2 separate regions of the Gossypium arboreum genome follow, and region 1 is linked to region 2. A link is a contact called in public Hi-C data. All regions are on one chromosome and are shown on one strand. Each heading gives the region's core, a stretch centred on a gene start, on an enhancer-like site or on the middle of the called end of the contact. The rest is flanking DNA. Distances are from core to core; before and after follow the strand shown. Region 1 has its middle 88 kb from the start of LOC128285260. Region 2 holds the start of LOC108460956 (transcription factor TGA1-like).

The links. A called contact is a pair of places that touch in the nucleus more often than the background predicts.
Region 1: a Hi-C map of leaf shows a contact between it and region 2, with 2.0 times the contacts expected there. The contact joins the enhancer-like site here to the promoter of LOC108460956 in region 2. A contact is called at or near these places in 3 of 5 Hi-C or Micro-C datasets (all in leaf).

The regions. Positions count from the first base shown.
Region 1 is chr12:77,703,623-77,706,322 of ASM2569848v2, forward strand. No RefSeq gene overlaps it. Among protein-coding and RNA genes, the nearest start is that of LOC128285260, 88 kb to the right of the region's middle. Within about 2 kb of position 1,334, at least 2 of the 2 cell types and tissues checked have an H3K27ac peak or open chromatin away from gene starts, as enhancers often do. A contact at or near this core is called in leaf, where this site is marked.
Region 2 is chr12:77,279,548-77,282,247 of ASM2569848v2, forward strand. It overlaps LOC108460956 (transcription factor TGA1-like), which reads right to left and starts at 1,436. Exons shown (of 9, transcript XM_053023230.1): 1 at 239-1,436.

The sequences.
Region 1 (2,700 bases), core at 84-2,583, 420 kb after region 2:
TCTATTATATTGGAACTTTTGGTGGACAGCCGCGGTCCAATGTTAAAACAGTTAATTTGATTAATTCATATTACATTTTTAATTTTAGTATTTGTTTTCATGAACCGAGTCGTTGTTCAAAATAATTTCAATCTAAATAATTCATTTACCTATTTAGAAATATTTTTATAATTTATTTTACTATTTAAATTAAGGTTTTGTGATTGTTTTCTCAATAAAATTATTTTTAAATACAAAATTATATATTTTAAAAATATAATATTTTTACCATTATACTCAATGCAATTACATTTTGATAATTTAAGTAAAATTTGATTTTACTACTCAGACTAAAAATATTTTATCTGAGTTGGATCCATACTTGATTGAGCTTATTAAATTAGGTGAATAGCTCCACGATTAGATTTGTTTATGTACATATTTTATAAAGGGTTAAAATGTGTTGTTAATTCCTGTTAATTTATAGATTTTGAGATTAAATCTCTATAATTTTAAAGTTAAAATGATTTTTTAATGTAAAATTTTAATTTAATTATTATTGTTGCTAAAAGTTGTCATTTTATCATATTTATTTTTTGTCAGTCATATATGACGTTACATGAAGATAATATAATTAAAATTTTAAGTTGATAAATTTTAATAATTTTTTTATAATTTTATTCATTAAATTGAGATTTTAAATATTAAAATAAAACTTAATTTTTAACTTTTAAATACATAAACTAAATCTTAAATTTTCTCAGAATATAGCTAGAACATTTTAACCTTTATAAAGAAGAAAGAAACCCGCCATTTTTTTTTTTAAGAATAAAGAAAACAGGAAAAAAAATCCCTGCCTGCATGTTTCACAATGGTTAAAATTCGTTGTACCTGTCATTAGGTGGGCCACTGAAAAACCAAATAAACCCCTGAAAATGGCATAGAAGCAGGTTGGCCATTGCTTTAATACCCATTTTCACAGTTATCCAGGTTTTTCTTTTCAGCTTTCAGGCCAGTAATTGTTTTCTTCCCTAAAAAAATATACGTATCAAACCAAATCCCAAAACCACCAATACCAAAGGAGCCTCGAGTTCCACATTAAAATATAAATATTTAAACATCAAAACTCAGCCCCCACCTATCAGCCTTATCCATTCCTCGTTATAAATACTTCCCCGAGGAAAATCAAAGTCAGCCCATCAATAACTTTTTCCTTAACAGTTTTGAAATATTAGATCAGAGATTAAAAGAGATGGCTGATATTGCTATGCTTGTTGCTGAGGAATATGAAAGGAGGGTGAGGATTTCAAGAAACAAAGTCGGGGTTGAAAAGCAACAAGAGTTGTGTTCTTGTGTAGGAGTGTTAGCTTTGAAGCTGAAGACCAAAATTGGGCATCCAAGACTTGAGGTTTTCAAATTGGGTTTTGAGCCGAAATCCCCGATTGGTGTTGCAGCTTTCAATGGGGCCTTTTCTGCTTGATACATTTTCTACTTCTTTCTTGCTTTTCTTCTTTTCATAATCATTGCTTCTAAAGAGCTGTAAATTATTATTTTTTAAATCTTTTCATTTGTAAACCCTGGTAATCGTTAAGAAGCAGAATTTCTGTTTATGATCATTTGATCTTTTGTTCTAACTCGGATTCATGTGCTATTTATTTATCTAAATTCTTTTTTGTCTAAATGTTCAATAAACAATGATTCGATCTATTTCATATCTGCCGACAACTTAATTGTTGTGGCTTGTGGTTATAATATTAGGTGGTGGCACTCACATTTAGGATCAAACTCTATGAACATCCCTCCCTTCTAAAAAGAACTGTTTGGTAGGTTGGGATGAATTTAATCTCTGTATAATAAAAAAAATTTAAGGATAACTACATCTAAAATCACTCATGTTGTATCACATGTTCTTATTGGGCATTTCAACTAGGAAAGAGGTACCCATTTGTTCTCACAAAACTTGTTTCATCATATTGGCACTTAGCTTCAGAACATCTTTTCCCTTTTTCTTAGGCCTTTTAAAGAAAGAAACCCAAAGCTATTAGGGAAGAGCCTACTCCACTCCATATTCATGAGGACCCTATCATGATTTTCCCAAATATTTTGATCCTTAGAATGAATATCTCACCAAGTAAAATCACCTCCATAGTATCCACATCAAACAAATAATTTTCATTAACCCATGCATTAAATTCATCAACCAAGTAACTTGAAGGGTCGTTTATTAACGTAGTTAGTATCGTATTAGTGGATATATCGTTTTTTTACTAATATTAAAACATATCGTTTCCAATTTATTTCAATATACCATTTCAGATTTATTACTATTTTTAAAAACATTCGATATATATATATATATATAAATAGTTACAAAATTAAATAATAAGATTAAATAAATATAAAATATTATGTAAATTTTAAAATACCAAAAATATAAAATAAGATACTCATCAATTATATAAAATATAAATTATTCCATAAATTAAACAATAAGATCATCCCTATAATTCTATAACAATTCATAATTCAAAAATTCAAAATAAGTAATAAAATGTATTTAAATTTAAAATTAATTTTAAAATTAATTTTTGGTACAAATAAATAATAAAAATTAATTTCAAAACATTTTTAAAATTAAAATTTTTCGTATTGACTCATACACCATATTTTATCTGGTACAAGCAAAATCAAATAATATGGATTAAAATTTACACTAAAACG
Region 2 (2,700 bases), core at 186-2,685:
ACAAAACTTGCAGAAAAAATAGTTTCTTCTGCTTCAAAAGTAGATTGCATAGCACTGAAACAATTGTAGATCCTAGCAAAATCGCAACAGGTTGAATAAAACAAAGAAGAATTCAAAGAAAACCCAAAACATTTAAATCAAATTATGCATAAGCATATGAATATGGATAAGGAAGAATTGAGAGCTTCTATTTGAGTCATTCAAAATGGAAAAAAGAAAAAAGAAAAAAGAAGCAAACCCCGAAAATCAAATCTGAAAGGAAACATGATTAATAATCAATATTTATCCCATCTATTTTTTCACCTCTGAACAAAAGTTCCACAAAAAAAAAATCATCCAAGATAGAGAAAAGAGAAATAAAAGATGCATAGCTAACAATTAAATGCTAAACCCAGAACCAATGAAATTAGCCAAAAAAGTAAATGAATAAAAATCCATTTCCTTAACCCCAAAAAATTTCAATACTTCTCTTAATTTACATCTTACATAAAAACAAAAATAACAGAGAAAACTCCAATTAAACCGAAAAAAAGTTTAATTCAAAGGAAAAACACAATACTTGAAAACACCCTGTGTTTAAACAACTTAACCAGTTTTTGAATGTTATATTTTTGTGTTATTTTTCTCCCCCAACTCTCCCGGAAACCAAACACCCACCAAAATTTTTCAAAAAAGAGAGAAGAAGAAGAAAACGGAAAAACCAACCTTCTCGTTTGAAGGGTCGTTAGAAAGGGTTTCCCGCTAAAATTATAGGTCCAAAAACAGCACAAAAAAAAAAAAAAAAGAGTTGAAATTAAACAGGCAATGGCTCCTTCTTGTATCTGAAATCGCCCTCTGTCTCATCACTCCTAACATCAATCCTACAGAGAGCACCACACCTTAATACACCCCATTCAAACTGTTCCACCAATCTTTTATATTTTCTTTTTAAAATATTCTTTTTTTTCTACTAATAATATTTTGTATTCTTCCGTATAAATTTCTTTTTCTAATTATCACTTTGCATTTGTCTGTGTTATCGTGATCTTACACAATATACTGAGTCGACAGCAATACCATTAACAATTTTTACATTATATTAAAAAAAACAAATTTATTAATTATTAAAGAATTGCCCATCTTTCCACTATCGCTAATGTGCGCACCAGGTGGCTTCTTATCCTACGCACCCCTCCCTCTTAACCTACGCACATCCTTCTTCCCTTCCTTGTCTTGATAACTCACGTCATTTTTCCCGGCGAAATTTGTTTTTGTCTTTAGTGGGAAGTTAGGTTTAAGCGCTTGGTGAGAGCGTGGGAGGGAAATTCAGGCGAAGTGGTTGACGCGTGCGTGTAACCACCTCACAAGGAGCGTGGAAAGTGGTTTTAAAGTTTTTTGTTTCGATTTTATGCTTTTGGTGGTGGGATGGTAACGGCTATTCCATTGAGAAATTCGGGGGTAGGGACGGGTAACGAAAAGAATATGTGAGCTTATTAATATTTGATATACTGAGATTCTCTAAGGACAGTATTGGAAATTTAAAATAAAAAAGAATTTGAATCTTCTTGGAAGAATAACGAACATGTTTTGCTCATTTCTAAAATATATAAGATGGATGTGCAGGAAGCTTTGGTATACTTACTTTAGACTCAAGTTTAGGGTATTTTAACATCAAACTTTGTAGGTGAATATATTATAGATGAGTTTTTTTATCTGTTGTTATAAATTCACTTTAGCACTCTTTTATTTTTAACTATTATATTTATTTAAAATATTTAAAATGTATTAGAAATAGTGCCATAAATATAGAAATTAATGTGTATCTAAAAATAATATACAATAAGTCTGCTTTTTAGCATGTTTCTGTCTATCGTCGTTGGCAGGTTCTTGCTTGTAGGTTTATGTTAGTTTTATGGTTCTCTTGAAGGATCTTGACGGCACTATTTGTATCAGGGGTTCTAATTTTATTATCTTCGCCGATTCGCTAGTTTAGAGGTAGATATATTTCAATGGAAAGAGATTTAGCTGCGTTGTCTTTGGATGATGAGGAAGAGGAAATTATACATATTCAAAAGGAGCTTGATTCGAGTATAGAGGAAGTTGAATTTTGTTTAGCGGAGTGTTTTTTAACAACAAGCGTTATACACTTTCCAGCAATGAAGATTATAATGACAAATTTCTGGCATCTGGTAAAAAGGGTTCAAATCTTGGATCTAGCGGAGAAAAGATTTTTGTTTAGATTTTACTATAAAATGGATCTGGAGAGGGTACTTAAGGGGTCCCTGTGGACTTTTAATAATCATCTGTTGATGTTGCACCATTTGAGGGATAATTTTTGGGTACAAATTCATGAAGTACCCCCGGGGTTTTTCTCTGAAGTATTGGCAAGGAAAATTGGAGATTTTCTTAGAAAATTTTTAGAGTATGATGGTTCAAATATAAGGAAGAATTTGCTCTTATCTCAGTTTTAAATATGAACAATTGACTCTGTTTTGTTTCTTTTGTGGACGGTTAGAGTATAGTGATTTTGTTTTTCATTCTACTATGGAGTTAGGATTTAAAGTTACTTTAGCACATTCGAATTCACGTCCTCTTACATTGGCAACAAAGTCCATGCTAATTGAACTAAGACTCAATCGACAGATAAAGGTAATCTAATTTAATTCAATTATCAATACATGATTTCCCAAGTGATATAATCAACATAGCTCAAATAATTAG